Regions from separate parts of the Mus musculus genome. Here all the other regions are linked to region 5. A link is a contact called in public Hi-C, HiCAR-type and HiChIP or PLAC-seq data. All regions are on one chromosome and are shown on one strand. Each heading gives the region's core, a stretch centred on a gene start, on an enhancer-like site or on the middle of the called end of the contact. The rest is flanking DNA. Distances are from core to core; before and after follow the strand shown. Region 1 overlaps Qk (quaking). Region 2 has its middle 42 kb from the start of Gm34972. Region 3 overlaps Qk (quaking). Region 4 overlaps Qk (quaking). Region 5 holds the start of 4930452A19Rik (RIKEN cDNA 4930452A19 gene). Region 6 has its middle 36 kb from the start of Gm34972.

Region 1 (2,700 bases), core at 107-2,606, 480 kb after region 5:
ACATGGTATGTTTTTATTTTATGTTTTGAGACAGGGCCTCTCTACATAGACTAGGCTGGCCTTGAACTCAGAGGTCTACCTGACTCTGGCTCCAGATTGCTGGGATTAAATATGTATGTGTGTCACTGTGTCTGGCCTCGACAAATTAAATCTTAATTTAAAAGGTAAAACTTCATGAGAGTATCTTCTGATACGTATCTGTTAACTCCACTTCAACTAACACTTTACAAAAATAAATGCTTTTTCCTGAAAATGAGAAAAAACATTGGAAAGCAATTAGTTTTTTAAAAACAGTTTATTAATCCTAAATTCTCAAACTTAGAATAAACTTTTTAAAAGGCAAAACAGAATTAAGTGAATTAAGGAAAAGTATAAAGTGATGTGTTGTGTTGTGTTGGGGCAGAGGGTACAGGCGTTTCAGTAGTCCTCTAGCTCAACCCAAATCCTTGAGTCTTGAAGACTTTGGTATCAGGCTGAATGCATCTTTTCCTCAGGGACTAAGAACTAGCTAGTTTGACACTAATTGAAACTTAAATATGTTTTAAACCTGTGTTAGATGTCTAAGTTCAATGAGGAAATATATAAAGAGCTTATATTAGTCTGAAAACCTTGGAAATTAGTGGCTATAAAATTTTCAATGACATTTAAGGATGTAAGAATATACTGTCTCTCAAATTAATAATACAGTGAAAAGGAAAAGCTACAATAACCCAAAGGACTCATGTTATAGTAAATAGATTTTAACCCCAAAAGGCTAACAAAAAAACAAAGCTGTCAGGAAACAACTTGAGGCTGGGGAGTGGGGTTTCTTTCCACCAGAAAACCAAGCATATTCTAGCTGCTTAATACAAGCTTTAGTTTTAGTAGTGAGGTCACTGGTGGAACCACTGCTTTCCATATCAAAAAAAGCAAGCAATTAGCAGTCCTTCTGGCACCATCCGTATCACCAATGCACAGAACAGATACACAGTAATGGCTTTCTAAGCCCAGGCTCTGTCACAGCAGAGCTCCACTGGTGTGTCAGAGTCACACTCACTTCTCCATTACACAAGCAGGCATTTACTGCTCAGCCAGACACCTATAATTAAGCACAAGAGGACTATAATGCTAATATTCAGGCTAGCGTGCAAGTTAGGGGTCCCCTCCCCCCATAAGGATGATTGCCTTTCATTTTAAAGTTTGAAGTAGCTACAGTTCACTTAGTTTTGATTACATAGCAATTAGATATGCAAATACACAGATCCAGAAAAATACATTTTCAGGCTTCAAATTGTGAGCAATCAGGCCCATTCTTTTCTCTTGTACATACAAGCAAACTCATTAACCAACTATTGTCTCAAAGCATCTCTGCTTCAAGCTCTCCCACCCTCTCTGGTAATGTCATAAACATCCCAAATACACGCAGCTGCCATCTCTTTTAGTGACTTCCTAAATGTGTATTCAAGAGCATGGAAAATTACCCAAGAAAAGAGCCTACATACCCTAGCCTCAACACCAATTTACTGAGGTTGGATAACATACGACTTACTACAAGTTTTATGACTTATTGTTTTAGCTCATGTTTATAGTTTGTCTTTGAGGCCAGCAAGAGCTATTTAGTAAGTTCCAGGCTAGTCTGACATACAGAGCACAAACCTGCCTTAAATGATACCAATAAATAATATACTAAAAGAAAAAAAACACATTAAAATTTGGGTCCAGCAAGAAAATTCAGCAGGTAAAGGTGCCTGTCACATAAGATCCAACTTGAACGTGGATCACAGAACACAAATAAAGATGGAACAAAATAACAAACTCCAAAGTTATCCACTGACAGATGACAGACATACACACAGGCAGGCAGGCAACCCCATGGTACAAACATACCGTTCACATAGATACAGAGCCAAAAATAATAAATAAATTAATTAATTAATTAAATGCTATAATATACTACAAAATAATCTAGTCACTTGTCTGAAAACCATTTAAAAATTTGTAAGTTCACATTACATTATCATGTACAGAATCGTGCAGTATGGAGAGAAGATCAAAAAGGAAAATGTATGCATGAGCTGGAAAATTATTATGTTCACTCATATTATCTACAAAATATCTCTACCTTTCTGCTTATCACATGGTAATTAATAATTTCACTTTTATTTTTGAAATGTCAACTCTGCTTAATGTGAACGCCCCTTGAAAGTAGTGCTGGCTTTGCATTGTCTCATTTTTTAAGTTAAAGTAAGTTGTTCCATTAGTGAAAACACGTATGTGTGGATGGTGCGTGCACACTATGCATTTGTACACAAGAAGACAACTTTGGGTATCTTTCCTGATGTATCAGTTGTACCTTGAATTTTCAGCCACGGTCTCTCACCAACCTGGGGTCTGTCAATAGTGCAGAGTGAGTAGTCAGTGAGATCCAAGCATCCTCCTGTTGCCACCTTCCCAGGATTGGGTTTATAAATGTATGCCTCCATGTCCTGGTTATTTCCCTCCTATAAGGGGCATTCTAAGGAGTGAGCTGAGATTCTCCAGCACTTTACTGATTGAGCTATCTGCCTAGCCATCTAAAATTGTAATTTAAGTCTTCCTTCTATACTTACCTGGCACTCCTACTCTTCAGAAAATAAGAAACTGACTAAAATTATACAGTAAAACTGTATGTGTGACAGAGCAAGACAGAGACAGAGAAAGAGACATTACACCCAGGGTTTG
Region 2 (2,700 bases), core at 131-2,630, 410 kb after region 5:
GATCCAGAGAGTTCGGCCTTCCTTTCATCCAGAGGAGGTACATGGCAAAGCATCTTGGGAAGTGATTGTTTGGAGCCCAGCTTCTTTTTGGCATCTCTAGCCTCATCAGTGCTGATAATGACCACATGTTCAGAGGTGGAGAGGAGCCCATGGGATAGAGTTGGGCCTTCAGGATAGTTTGAATGGAGGCTGTAGGAACCAACAAGCAGGAGTGTAAAGACAATCGGGGTGTGTGTGCGTGTGTGTGTGTGTGTGTGTGTGTGTGTGTGTGTGTGTGTGTGTAGGGGATATACACAATCTTCATAATGCTGTGGTGTTTCACAGTGCCATGTCACAGGGAGGAGCTGGCCCAAGTAAGTCTCTTGAGCACCTTCAATCTAACACTCATCCATTCTAGACTTCAGAAAGAGCCAAACGAGTAGACAGGACCGGTGACAAGTTGGCTGCAAATGAGACAGTTCTTTGGAGGTGGGGCACAGAGACAGTATGATCTATATGCTTTTAACCAAATATGCTTTCTGCAAAGTGTGTGGCTGGACACAAGTATGGATGAGTAGGAGACCGCCCTCCCGGCAGGCATACCCAAGGCTGTGATCACTCAGTCTCTGCTTCAGTGTCACTCAACTGTGGAAGCATTTATATGAGCAGAGCAATAAAAAAGGGAAAGGGATGGAGAGGAAGAGAGACCTATAAAGATGATTAAGCTTGTTAAAATAAAGGCCGTTAATGGAATAAATGGCATTAGCACTAAGTGCAAATTGACAACATCTTTCTCAGGTCGAGAGAGTTGCTGGAATGATAATTCCACTATTGATTATATTTAATTATTAACGTTTCCCCTGCCCCCACCACCACCAAATGAAATGCAAACTAGTTTTCTGGATGACAGACTGCTATTAACTAATGCAGCTAAATAATCTTAATGACTATCATGCATGAAGAGAGAAATATTATTTGGCTCTTTATATTCAAACAATGAGAAAACTGTGACAAAACATGGTTTATATGAATGCATTAAAACATAAGACTGAAGCTCCAGAGAGAAAAATTCTACAACCTGAGCGTGACAACAAGCATGTGTGGAAGGCTGCTGCACACAGGTTCAAGGCACAAACTCCACCGGGTCCCCATTTCTGGTCTCTCCTCCCTCAGCCCCTCTCGCCTGTGTCTCAGGCTTTTGGGCAGGGAGGGAGGGGGCCCTAACTCACAGGAAGAATTGAGTGCTTAAGGGCTAAACTACAACCAGTCCCAAGGGGGTGTGCATTTTAAGGAAAAAGAAAACCTTGAAAGGAAAGTATACAAAGTATCTATCCCAGAACAAAGAGAACAGAGCACCAGGAGCCAGAGAGCCACTTGGAGTTGGCAGAGTGGAAAATCACTGGAGGTTAGCAGAGTTCCTTTGCCTCCTACAGTAGGCCATTGTCACTGGGACCTAGGAACAGGAGCCACATCTCTGCCTACAAGTTCAACCCACAAAGACATTGCTGTACTCATGTTAGCTCATGCCAGTGTAAAATGACCCTGATCTGGGCAAACAAGAGGCTTGAGGCCAAGACTGAACCCCTATGATTCCTTATTCCGTGGTCTACCAAAAATGCATTTTAAAGCTTAACCGAGAATATTTTGATTGGAGGCAGTCTTGGACCAATCACACAGACGGTCTAGAACCTCATGTTTGAGGCTAGACAAACAGCTCAGCAATTAAAAGAATTAACTGATCTTCCATAGGCCCCTGGTTCAATCCCAGGCAACCCGTGTGGGTGTGGTGGCTCACAGCAATTTGTAACTCCACTTCCAAAGCATCCAATGTCCTCTTCTGGCCTCATGTGAGCACAGCACACATGTGGCACTCAGGCATACATACAAGCAGGCAAACACCCATACATGTACAGTAACTTTAAAAATAAATGAATTGCATGTTCTGTCTTCTAAATAACTGTGGGAGTCCTTACCGTTCGTTTTCTTCAAACCTATGTGTTAGTGACTTCTGCCAGATCCAGCTCTGGCTGCAAACTCTGAGATGATGCCTGTTTCTCTAACTTTACTCAATTAGTTCCCTCAGCGTTTACCTGGTCTCACAGCCACACTCCACTAAGGAAATACAGGCAAGTGCCTGGTGGCAGGTGCCTCCTGCCTGCCTAGCCTGGCATTTATGCATCAATTCTCAGAGGCAGGTCCCTCTTCAGACTCTGGCTCGATGTGTCATTAATGTGTTTTCTCTAAGTAGCTCTGCAGGGAGTGCTGGGAGCCCAGGCTGCCAGCCCTCAGTTTGGGCCAAGCCCCTGCAAGAACAAACTGCCAGTGAGGCCCAGAGAAAACAGCAGAAGTTTTCTGGCTCCTGCTGAAATGCTGGCAGATAGAGAGCTGCTAGAATATGGCCCAGAAGCCTCAAAGGCAAAGGCCACTGGAGATCCATGCTCGTGTGCCCACCTATCCAGACTCCTCCCAGCCTAAACCATGAGCATCTTTATCTGGGATACATTCTGGGCTGGGACTGAAGGCAAGGAGGGAAGGGAACTGTGATCAGTGACAACCAGCTGGCATAGGTTTCCTTGAACCTCTGAAGGATCTCATGCGCTGTGGCCCTTCAGAGGATAAAAGACAGCAGACAGGAGAACTCTAATTTCTCATTCTTTGTATGATTGTTCATCAGAAGGGAAACAGAGGCTCTCTTTTCATCCAGCTTCATGCATTCATGCA
Region 3 (2,700 bases), core at 182-2,681, 430 kb after region 5:
TGCCACATCTGGTACTGAGCGGTTAATGACTTATTAACGCAAGTGTTTAGATGCAGGCTTTGCACACGGACTGCTTCAACTACAAAACTGTTTGACTTTCAAGAGAGAAACTGGAGAGGAGAAAGAATGGAGCAGAGCAGTCACTGAACACTGTGATGCGGGCTTTCCACGCTCCTTTAGAGTTAAAAAGTTTAGGAGCAGTTACTAAAGCCAGCAGAGATGGACTACATAAGATATCTGATTAGATTTATGTTACTTAACACTTTTTCAACAATAAAAAATTTCAAAGATTCATTTTTGTGAAAAAGTTTTTTAGGCATTACAATTATTTCTAATTGGTAAGGAAAAATTCCATTGTATCCCTCTTCTCCAAATAAAATAAAGCTCTAATTTAATTTTGTCTGCAAACTGATGTTCAGATCTTACATAATTTTTTTCTAAACCTCAGAATCTTTGGGCTAACACTGAAGACGGTAATAACCAAAAGTACTAATTATGATTTGTAAAAGAATGACATTTTAAAATTTACTAGTCAGACATTAGAAAAGCTATCAAATTTTTTCACAGTATCAGATTTGGCAAACTGGCATCAAGATAATGTGACACAAATCTTATAATTTAGACCATCAACTCATTTGTCTCCTCTCATATCTCCTTTCACATACTGGGCGACTGAGGAACATGCAGTAACTTTATTCTGAGGGAGGAGCTGATCTTACAGGACACTTGACTAAATGACCATGAAGAAAAATAAGGCACTTTCTTTTTCATTAGACTTATTCCAATACTTAAAAAATAAAAAAGAAAGACAAAAAGGCTCTTTTGGTCTTTTGTTTCTTGACAACCACCAGAAAAAATCATTTAATGAAATAAAGGGTTTCTTTGTTCTTTTTCTTTTTTTTTATAACACTTGAAAGTATAAAATGCTACATTTCCAAAAATATATATATTTTTTTCTGCACCAGCACCCTTGTATAGTAAAAGTATCTACTTTTTTGTTCATTTGTTTCAATGCACTACACTTTATCTACAATTTCATTACATGTATACAGCAAATAGGCAAGCATGGCTTTTACATCCTTAATGATATTTTCTATACAGGGAGGTTTAAAAAAAATATTTGAACAGTTTGCCCAGTAATGTGACACATAATGCATGTACCTTGTTCTCATATAATTTTTAAGGTGGTGTAAAATAAAGATTTGGAAATTTTAACTCAGATACTCAACTTTTTAAAAAATAGTGTTGTAGTTTTGTTCTTTGCATTTCTTTTCAAAACTCCTTGTTAAGTTTTTCTCTCATGGCACACTTTGTTCTAATACTTCAAATTTTGGCAGGCAATATAAAAAGGCTGCAATGTCTGCCCTTTGAGGGCACTGTAGTGACTAAACAAACAGCATGTCAAATTTTGAATACTTTTGAAGTCACTTCCCCAACGACATCCCTGACCGAAGGTTCATGCATGATGCATTGTCACACAGTACATTCAGAGAGAGCTTTGACTTCGCTAGGAGAAGAAAAAAATTCCTACAAGTCTCTCACAGTAACTGCCTCTGTCACTGAGTAGTTAGGGCCATCTGTCTCCCCTTCTTAAGAGAGGCCTTCTTACCGTTCGCTTGGGGTGGGGCATTGAGAGATGATCAGTGCTGTGGGATGAATCGGGCCTTATTGCTTTACTACTATTCAGTGCAGGTTCTAGAACCACTTTCACCCAAACAGGGGGGGAAAAGCTGAGTTGGAGGACAATTTCTTTGTCTTTTGTTTGGTTAGATGGTAAGACGAACGGACAAGTGCCTCAGCTCGCTGCACTGACGACAGGCAAGCAAAGGCGATTACCAGTTAACTGATCAGCAGGCAGGCATGGTCAGGTCATCATTGGGTGAAGAGTTCAGAGGTCAGAAGGTCATAGGTTAGTTGCCGGTGGCGGCTGGGTGGTTAGAAACAAAAAACAAAACAAAAAAAGAAAAGAAAAGATAGAGAAGAGATTAGTTTCAGCTAGTGACAGCTTAATGACAACATGAAAACTAATCACAACTAATAAAAAAAAGGCATGTTGAATTCTGACAAACTGATTGACACCATCTACAGAATACAATAAAAATCATGACAATTTCATATCATGATTTGAACAAATGAAGAAGAGCCCACTCCCACAAAAAATAATTTGAAAAACCCGACTTGTTAAAAGAAAAAAATAGAAATAAAATACAGCTAACAACTAATAGTTAGTAGCAGTCAATGAAGGAAATTGGAAACAATGATGAACAGGTTTGGTATAAAGAATTCTGAACAGTCAGTGCAGTTATAAGTATCTGACTGCTATTAAGCATTAGTATTCTCTCAGATGCAAGCAATAAAGCAACTATTAATGATGGATGTGATTATTAATAACTGATGATTAACAGAAATGGATCTAAAGAAATTTAAATTGCTATGAACAATTTGGTTCAACATAAACTCTGGGCCAAACAAAGTTTCTTTTGTTCAATAAATGTTTATTGCTTTTTCAATTATTCTATTTACAAACAACATGGAATTTCTTGGCCTCATGATACAAAGCAATACTGTAGTCTAGCAGTGTAGGCAACATCATGGGAACCAGAAAAAAGGCCAGGCCTTTTGCACCAGCCAACATTTTCCAGTTGAAAATACTAATTTACACATATAGAACACTTATAAAATGCACTTGCATGTAAACAC
Region 4 (2,700 bases), core at 119-2,618, 450 kb after region 5:
TCAATTTCTGTAAGTCCTTTTCTGTCCTGTCACATGTGCTTAAGCAGCACACAGCAGAGGGCCTCATACACAGCACAGTCTTATGCCAATTGGATTCTAAGGACCTCTACTGAAACTCTGAGATCTGGTGGGGGAGGACTCCTCTATGGACCTTTACTTTACACTCAAGTACACCTTTAAAAATGTACCCACCATTGATTCAAGTTTCACCCATGGGTCAACTAAAATATTAGGAATACAAGATGCTACTCAGACATGCCAACATGCAACTAAACACCATGCAATAAAGATTAACAAAAACATTTTACTTTAAAAATATTTTACTTTGTCACTTATCAACTAAATAATTATTCTTTTTCTAATATAACTGTGTCCCCCTAATAATGTATTTTGAAAGATGCAACAATATTTTCAGGTATCCAGATTATTATTACTATACTATTTCACTATTTTCGTAATGAAACAGCAACCTAGTTACTTACAGTAGGCTCCCATAATACTTTATCTATTTTATGAATCAATTATACAGCCTTGAAAATTTAAATACTTCAGCTTTGAGTGTTTAATCTAAAAAACAGATAAAAAGACCACACAGAAACTGATTATTATGGTCAGTGTCCTGAGGACAAATGGTATTGTACACACTATGATGGTCCCCACTTTGGACACTTATTCAAAATTACGCTAACATATAATTCTTTGGAGACTCAGGAGAGAGTTGAAGTGTATTCTGAGAACATGTACATGAAACCTGAATAATACCACTTATTGAAGCCTGAAAACCACATTTGAATCCAAAATGTTTGTTTTTTTTTTTAAATTTTATTCTACCCTTTGTGTCTCCTAGGTGTAAAAATACATTATTTACTATTTACATATAGTATGAACTTAAAATATTACCTTATTGTTTATAAAAACAAATTATTCTTCCAACAACGCTCTGCAGTGCTGAATACAGAACAAAATCATGACCAGAACTGTCACACTCTTCCCCAGAGATGCCAAACTCTTTCCTTACATGTGCTTGTCATGCATTTGTGGGGTTAATGGGGTGGGGGGGGGGGGTGGGGGGGTCACAAGCCCTAATAAACTGGCCTCATGTGAGCAGGGATCAATTCACTCTCATCAAGAACTTATAAAGCCATAAGCCTCTACAAAAATCTCATCTATAGAAGGACTGGCTTCTTTTTTCTAAATCTGTAATTTATGAGTTTATTCAAACCCATCAAATTACTATAAGTAACCGCCTCAAACATTTGAAAATTCCCATTGCAACTCATTTAGTTTGGCAGACAGGCAGACCCAATCCAATGCTTTTATCCCACAGCTAAGCATCACAATGGTAATTCTGCTCTGACACTCTGAAGAGACTGCTAATTACAACACTGAGTCCCATTCAGATGAAAATGGCAGCGAGCACAGAAACACCCTCTTCACAAGTGCTCACTCTCTCTCTCTTCTCTCCTCTCCTCTCTCTCTCTCTCTCTTGCTCTTATCATGAACTGCATGCATTTTGGTTAGATGTTTAAACATCTTTTAATTTCTTTTTCTCACCAAAACAAACAAAGCCAAAATGCCACATACTTCAGTCACTAGGACTTGTTCATATACTTCAGTTACTAGTACTTGTCCAAGAGCAGCAACTGACTGACAATCTGGCTTTAAAATGTCTTGAAGAAACTATTTCAGTATCCAGATGCCTCTTACTATCATCATTACTTTCATATTATTTTCAGATTATAATTAAAACAATTTACCATGAGTCAAATCCATAGAACATTAAGCAAAGAAGAACTCCTGAGAAATAGGAAAATATATATTATAAAATATTATTTTCTCTTTATTTTTTTCTCAATTTCAATGACAGTGATAACTGGTTTTTCTAAAAAGAAAATTAAAATGATTTTGTTATGATAAATATATTTCCAAATTTCAAAATATTCCTTGATTAATCAGCACACTTAAAATTTCAAATTTCTCAGCTGGAAAAATTGCAGTAATATATTAAAACCAAATATTTAATTCATATTAACTTAGATCCCTATGGATGCTAATGCTTCTAAAAAAATCAAATATATATTAAAAACTCATTCATATTTAAGTTCAAAATACCCTTGAGTAAATATGAAAACAGGAGGATTCTATCACAAAGCCATACAGCCCCAAAACACTGTATGAACTGTCTGAGCGTAATGACATCTATGTATGTAGAGAGTCTCTTAAGATTTAAGTGTAAAGCTGGGCGGTGGTGGCGCACGCCTTTAATCCCAGCACTTAGGAGGCAGAGGCAGGTGGATTTCTGAGTTCGAGGCTAGCCTAGTCTACAAAGTGAGTTCCAGGACAGCCAGGGCTATACAGAGAAACCCTGTCTCAAAAAAAACAAACAAACAAACAAAAGAGATTGAAGTGTAAATTCCTGTTTCTTGGTACCATGAATTTCTCCAGTCAGAAGTTAGTACTTTTCAGTTCAGCTTTCCAGTTTAGTCCTGGCATAACACATGGAAACTGTTTTCCTTTAGAAAAAGATTAGGAGATGAAGGCCCTTAGTTCCACTTTCTTCTTAGTCTTCATATCAGCAACAAAAATATCCTGTTTCCCTCATCTGGAATTTTTTGAATCCCTTCTGAAATAATGATGTATAAAAATGCCTACTGTTCCCCCCACACATTTTCTTTTCTAAAAATTGCATTAGCGTTAGCA
Region 5 (2,700 bases), core at 147-2,646:
TCCTGCTTAAAATGTAGTTTTCTATCCATCTGTTGTCCTCTGGGTGGTTTTCTTAGTGGTTCTCAAGGTGGGAGAGACATATTGGTACACACCCTACTCTCATCTCCATTGCTCCTGTTTCTTTCTTTCCTCTCTGGCATGCCCCTGGTGGGCACCAGATCCCCTTATTCATACTATCCACAACATGAGAAAGTAGCATCTCAGAGGCCACAGCCCCCAATGGTGTTCAAGTCTCAATCCCTTCCCTGAGGCCAGTGTTCCAAACAGCAGGAAAGAAGGGCTTCTGGGGAGATGGCCTTGTCCATGCCATCCTGTCTTCCTGAGCCTTCCCAGCAGACCCTAGCCCTGAACCTAGCAACTTCTAGGGTTGGCAAGAGTGCAGGTAGAATCTGGTTACTTCTCTTCTTACATACTGCTCTGTAGGTCGGGCCGTCCTGCGTCTTCCGGGAAGTTGAATGTGTGATTCATGGGTGAAAACTCTAAGAGGAAGCAGCTGCACAGGGGTCACATGCTCTGCTCCCCCATACTCCCCAGAAGATTCCTCTCTTCTCCTTGACGGGTCCATCTTTCATGTTCTGTGCAGCAGGATCTAAGCTCCTGGAAGACCTGAGGTCAGACTTTAACAAAGGCAGAAGTGTGAGCACCAGGACGCAGCCATATTCAAAGGGGCTGGGAATAGACATCCCTGGGGAGTCCCTTGAAAATTAACTGAAACAGGGTTTGTGACAATAAACACCTGCCATGTTGTGCATTCTTTAAAATGTCACCACTTTATCCAGCTACTAGAAAACATCTTTCCGGGCTTCCCTGGGGACATACTTGACCCAACCTACTGGCTCTTTCAGGGGATATTCTAAGAACTTACATGGCAGGGATTTAACACCTACTTAGCCCAAAGCCAGCCTTCTTTTCAAAGCTGAATTGGCAAATCTGGAACAGGAAAGCACTAAACAATAAACAGGCATTTTCCTACAGACACAGAGACGGAAGCTAACAGAGCAGGCGCAGGCATTCTAATGCTGGGCATGCCATCTGTCTTTGCCTCTGCGCTTTTTGCGAATGTGGAGACAACTGAGCACTCTTCCAAAAGTGGACCCTGTCCTAAAGTAATATTTCTAGTTCAGGGGTCCTTAGTCACTGTGAACTTTTTCTCTTCACCCTGTCAGTGTAGAGTCCCACAAGCAGCAAGTGGGCCCATCAAGCTAATAATAGAAAAACCATTTTCTGACTTCCTTCCTCTTAGTTGCTCCATGATCCACCCTCCCCACTAGTACCCCAATCCACCTCAGTCCTCAGGACTTGCCTCTGGCTCTCAACAGCAGCAATGACTGCGTCTCAGTGAAAAGAGGAGATGGATAAAATATTACCCTAACCTCAGCGGCATGAGTAAAGCCCTTATTAGAATTCGGAGCCTACAGCTGGAACTTCCAGCATAGGACAGGAGATAAAGTTCCGTATTGTTAGCTCACAAGTGGCTTGGACTTCCTGGCAAGGGCAGGGAATTCCTCAGTCATTTATGCAAGTTTTCAGAAACGCTCCACTGTTCCCCAACAAAAAAAGCATTCAGGGTGAGAGTGGGGGCTCCCCCACCAGACCTGGAGAGTGGCTTTGGGGACTTGAATGGACGCTTCGTCCGGTGTCAATGGTCTCTGTGGGAAAGGCAGTGATGTCACCGCAAATGCATCTAGGGTTTTGCTAGGCCACCCTTACTTGCTACCCACTTCCTCCGTTGTTGTCTGACTTTCTCTCCTTTTCTTTTCCTCTCTCTCTCTCTCTCTCTCTCTCTCTCTCTCTCTCTCTCTCTCTCTCTCCCTCCCTCCCTCCCTCCCTACCTCTCTCCCTCCCTCCCTCCATCTCTTTCTCCCTCCCTCCCTTCTTCCCTCCCTCCTGCCCTCCCCGCTTCCTCTTCCTTTTAGCTTCTTTGAGGCCAGTACTTCCCTGCAAGTGCAGCTCAAATCCAAAGGCCCCCATCAGTGTTGTTGCCATGGCAATGCCAGCCTCCTACACGGTCTTCTTTTCTCTTTTCTTTCTTTTTGGCATAAAAAGTAAAAGAGGCTTGAAAGCAAGGGCAAGAATGAGAAGGGAACAGAGCCAGTTTGGCCCTGCTCGGTGTCCATGCTGGATGAGAAAAGACTGAAGCAAATGAGGGATAAAAAAAAAAAAAAAAAAAAAAAAAAAAAAAAATGACGGGACCCGCAAGTGAGACACAGCAGAAGCCTTTGAGGAGCAAAGTGTACTCTTTCACTTTCAAAGCTTCAAAACAGTCCAGACCTCTGCTTGAGGCAGCACAAGAGATGGATGAGCCAACGGACAACAGAAGAGTAAAGAAGTTGCCACAGGAACTAGGGTCCTACTTGCAAAACTGCATCCAATCCCAACATTTAGAGGCAGCTCCATCAGAACTCCGCCCTATCCTCAGAAGGGAAGGAGAGAGGAGAGCTTTAAAGGGGCTTTCATCTCTGCGAAGAGAGAATACTACCATGTGTGCTCGGATGTCCAGAATGCCAGCTCTACTGTAACCTGGCTGCAGAAACCAGTTCCAAAGGTGTCTGCTGTGTCTCCTCATCCATTGCCACTAACGCTACAAAGACGGTGACATCAGAAATCCCAGGATTTTCTCCCTCAGGGGACACAGTCTTACTTTAAACCTTCCAAAAGATCAGAAACATGTCATTTCTAGTACGCCTCCCCTACATTCCT
Region 6 (2,700 bases), core at 129-2,628, 330 kb after region 5:
TAAATAAATAAATAAATAAATGTGTGTGTGTGTGTGAGTGTGGATACCATGATGTGTAGGTTATGTGTGATATGTGTACATATGTTTATGTGGATGCACATTTACCATGATGTGATGTGTGTGTGTGTGTGTGTGTGTGTATGTGTGTGATGTATGCATGTGTGTATGAGTATAAATGTATGCATGCCATGTGTATGTTGTACATGTGTGATGTGTATTGAGTGTGGATGCACACATGCCATGACACACATGTGAAGGTCATAGGACAAGCTCAGATGTCAGTCTTTGCTTTCTACCATGTTGTTCTCAGCTGTGTAAGCCTGACTGTCGGAATGGTGAGTTTAGGGTCATGATGCTGCAATTACACCTGCGTGTGTGCTGCTGCATCGGCAACTCAGGTTGTCAGGCTTGTGTGGCAAGTGCTTCGCCCACTGAACCATCTTCCCACTGTCCATCACCCACTGAAACATCTTGTTTGCTTCATGGCTTTAAGGAGCACAGTAGACCCAGGACCTGAGAAACACAAGCAGGCTTACACTCCAGTGGACTACAGTGTTGCCTTCAGAACCGGCAAACATCATGACTTGTTCAGCCTTGTTGAGGTTGGTGAATAGAGAGATCCAGTGCAGAGACTTGTGATGTGGGCCTTCCCATTAAAAAATAGGTGTGGAGGTTTATTGTATGAGAAAACATCTAGAAGGTGCTATTTGCAAGGATGTGTACAATGGTATAAAATAATATTTGCGAGAACATGAATAAGTTATGAAAGTAACATCAAATGCCAACACCTAAGGATTTCATGGAAAGTATAAACAAAAAGAAGTATGAATCAGAGATGCCATTTGGTGGCCTAGTGCATGCTTACAAACCCCATGCAAAGTCTTAGGTTCAATGCTCAATACTAAAAATCAATGTACTGATTAAAACTAAAGGCCACTTTCTAAACTATACTGTATTTTCTTCAAGTCAAATACTGTTAAAGAGGATTGGGGTGTGTCTCAGTGGTAGGGCTAATGTTTAGTATGCACAAGACCCTAGGCACAAGCATCATAAACCCACACAGATGACATCTGCTTTATGATGCTGAATGATCAGGCATGAGTGCAGACTCACGCTGATTGTGTGGGGTAGCCATACAGCTCTAACACAGTTGCCCTGTGTTTAGAAATACTTTAGTTAAAAAGCAGACGTTTTAGAAATGTCTGCATAGTTTTCTTTAAAACTGTACAAAGGAAAACACACACACGGTTTGCAATCCAAAGTTCTCCTGAGCCTCAGACAGAAACATAAGCTTCTGCTTGGTGGAGTGTCTCCAAGGCAACGGGAGTGGCCCGTTGTCCTGGAATCAGAAGGAATGCCTTCTCCTGGGAAAAACGACAAGGGTGACTCTTGATTCCTAACACCCAGCAACTGTCCATCAAAGAGAGTCAACAATGATATTGCTCCAAAGCTCCTCAGAAAACATATGATAGGCTCAAGTCTCTCGGTGCTGTGATTGCTGGGGGTAATCCTGCCTCAATATTTCACAAAATGTCACCAAAGCAACGTATAACAGATTTTCCCACAGTTGGCACAATGGCCACTTTCAATCAGAGCATTCTGTTTAATCAAGAGGGACTATTCTGTGTGTGTCAGAGTGTCCAGCAGCCTTCCTGGCCTCTACTTATTGAATGTTAATAGCAAGCACTACCCTCCCCATCCCCCAATACTTATGATGGCTTAAATGTCTCCAGACATTACTTAATGTCCCCTGAGAGGCCAAATGGCTCCAACTGTGAACCACTGACACATGGGCACCATACAAGACATAGATGTGATTCAACTCAATTCACTTTAAGTCCTGTTTGCTGTTAGCTTGCCAGGGGCCTCCTTGTGAAGACACAGAACCTGGCAGGTACATGTGAGGCTTAGGCCATGAGCTCTGCAGTCTTGTTGCTCAGCACTGAATTCAGCTGTTGCCTGTGCTGGCTGCCTCTCTCCCTGTTCATCTGTGAAGCAAGGACAGTGGCAATATCTGCCTCACATGGTGGGGTAAGTATTGGCTATTTGTTCTAAATAAAAAGTCACTCAACATACTACTGGCATACACTTTCTCTAAACTTAGCTGGAAAGAAAGGATCATGAGCTCACTGCCAAGAACCAAGAAAATGAAGTCTTTCGAGTGTGTGTGTGTGTGTGTGTGTGTGTGTGTGTGAATCATGTGGATATGTGGTCATCAGAAGCTCCACACTACATCATTCATACTGCATTAAGTTGTCAAGTGCATTTTGGGGGCTTCCTCTCTAATAAATCAGACAAATTAAATTAGTTCTCTTTCAGCTCAGAAACAGCACACCTCATTGAGCTCTAGATAAACCCCACACCTGCTACTTGTAAAGCTTTTTTTCCCTCTTTATTTTGTAGTTCAAGAGGCATTGATGGGCCACATTCAGTTTTTAGATTTTCATTGTCCAAAGACGACTCAATAAGGATGGTGAGTGGGCTAGGGATGTGGCTCAGTGAGTAAAGCACTTACTTACAAGCCTGAGAGCCTGAGTTTCATATCCCAGCACCCACATAAAGCCTGGCACAATCCTGGAGCTCTCGAGGCAAGAAGGGAGATGAAGACAGGAGAATCCCTTGATACTCAGAGGCCAGACATCCTGGCCTATGCTGCAGCAAACAAGTGCCTTGTCTGAAGCAGGGTAGAAGGTGAAGACT

What was found. Hi-C and Micro-C count contacts between places; a contact is called where the count stands out from the background. HiCAR-type assays count read pairs that join an accessible place to other places. HiChIP or PLAC-seq counts read pairs in DNA pulled down with a chosen protein or histone mark.
Region 1: a contact with region 5 is called in an H3K4me3 HiChIP or PLAC-seq map of embryonic basal ganglia, with 6 times the contacts expected there. The contact joins the enhancer-like site here to the promoter of 4930452A19Rik in region 5. A contact is called at or near these places in 7 of 115 datasets of contacts at active chromatin or transcription factors (bone marrow-derived dendritic cells, bone marrow-derived macrophages, embryonic basal ganglia and 4 more).
Region 2: a contact with region 5 is called in an H3K27ac HiChIP or PLAC-seq map of stem cell-derived neural progenitor cells, with 2.3 times the contacts expected there. The contact joins the enhancer-like site here to the promoter of 4930452A19Rik in region 5. A contact is called at or near these places in 24 of 484 Hi-C or Micro-C datasets (the C2C12 cell line, the HL-1 cell line, adipose-derived mesenchymal stem cells and 14 more), 12 of 115 datasets of contacts at active chromatin or transcription factors (bone marrow-derived macrophages, differentiating embryonic stem cells, embryonic basal ganglia and 9 more) and 1 of 9 other capture datasets (embryonic stem cells).
Region 3: a contact with region 5 is called in a HiCAR-type map of astrocytes, with 1.7 times the contacts expected there. The contact joins the enhancer-like site here to the promoter of 4930452A19Rik in region 5. A contact is called at or near these places in 1 of 39 promoter capture datasets (hippocampal neurons), 27 of 484 Hi-C or Micro-C datasets (B cells, the C2C12 cell line, the HL-1 cell line and 18 more), 13 of 115 datasets of contacts at active chromatin or transcription factors (astrocytes, bone marrow-derived macrophages, differentiating embryonic stem cells and 9 more) and 1 of 9 other capture datasets (embryonic stem cells).
Region 4: an H3K4me3 HiChIP or PLAC-seq map of embryonic basal ganglia shows a contact between it and region 5, with 4 times the contacts expected there. The contact joins the enhancer-like site here to the promoter of 4930452A19Rik in region 5. A contact is called at or near these places in 1 of 39 promoter capture datasets (hippocampal neurons), 2 of 484 Hi-C or Micro-C datasets (cochlea and uterus) and 4 of 115 datasets of contacts at active chromatin or transcription factors (SST interneurons, bone marrow-derived macrophages, embryonic basal ganglia and 1 more).
Region 6: a Hi-C map of stem cell-derived neural stem cells shows a contact between it and region 5, with 1.8 times the contacts expected there. The contact joins the enhancer-like site here to the promoter of 4930452A19Rik in region 5. A contact is called at or near these places in 6 of 484 Hi-C or Micro-C datasets (the N1E-115 cell line, cortical neurons, embryonic stem cells and 2 more) and 5 of 115 datasets of contacts at active chromatin or transcription factors (bone marrow-derived macrophages, embryonic basal ganglia, embryonic midbrain and 2 more).

The regions. Positions count from the first base shown.
Region 1 is chr17:10,250,370-10,253,069 of GRCm38.p6, forward strand. All of the region lies in intron 3 of Qk (quaking), which reads right to left. Among named protein-coding and RNA genes, the nearest start is that of Qk, 68 kb to the right of the region's middle. Within about 2 kb of position 1,357, at least 16 of the 459 cell types and tissues checked have an H3K27ac peak or open chromatin away from gene starts, as enhancers often do. A contact at or near this core is called in embryonic basal ganglia, embryonic brain, oligodendrocyte precursor cells and 1 more, where this site is marked.
Region 2 is chr17:10,186,426-10,189,125 of GRCm38.p6, forward strand. No RefSeq gene overlaps it. Among named protein-coding and RNA genes, the nearest start is that of Gm34972, 42 kb to the left of the region's middle. Within about 2 kb of position 1,381, at least 28 of the 459 cell types and tissues checked have an H3K27ac peak or open chromatin away from gene starts, as enhancers often do. A contact at or near this core is called in astrocytes, cortical glia, forebrain and 3 more, where this site is marked.
Region 3 is chr17:10,207,705-10,210,404 of GRCm38.p6, forward strand. It overlaps Qk (quaking), which reads right to left. Exons shown (of 8, transcript NM_001159517.1): 8 at 1-1,927. The coding sequence ends at 1,911. Among named protein-coding and RNA genes, the nearest start is that of Gm34972, 63 kb to the left of the region's middle. Within about 2 kb of position 1,432, at least 16 of the 459 cell types and tissues checked have an H3K27ac peak or open chromatin away from gene starts, as enhancers often do. A contact at or near this core is called in astrocytes, embryonic stem cells, stem cell-derived motor neurons and 1 more, where this site is marked.
Region 4 is chr17:10,226,958-10,229,657 of GRCm38.p6, forward strand. All of the region lies in intron 4 of Qk (quaking), which reads right to left. Among named protein-coding and RNA genes, the nearest start is that of Gm34972, 82 kb to the left of the region's middle. Within about 2 kb of position 1,369, at least 12 of the 459 cell types and tissues checked have an H3K27ac peak or open chromatin away from gene starts, as enhancers often do. A contact at or near this core is called in embryonic basal ganglia, where this site is marked.
Region 5 is chr17:9,774,470-9,777,169 of GRCm38.p6, forward strand. It overlaps 4930452A19Rik (RIKEN cDNA 4930452A19 gene), which reads right to left and starts at 1,397. Exons shown (of 4, transcript NR_045433.1): 1 at 1,374-1,397; 2 at 410-617.
Region 6 is chr17:10,108,638-10,111,337 of GRCm38.p6, forward strand. No RefSeq gene overlaps it. Among named protein-coding and RNA genes, the nearest start is that of Gm34972, 36 kb to the right of the region's middle. Within about 2 kb of position 1,379, at least 13 of the 459 cell types and tissues checked have an H3K27ac peak or open chromatin away from gene starts, as enhancers often do. A contact at or near this core is called in neural progenitor cells, stem cell-derived neural progenitor cells and stem cell-derived neural stem cells, where this site is marked.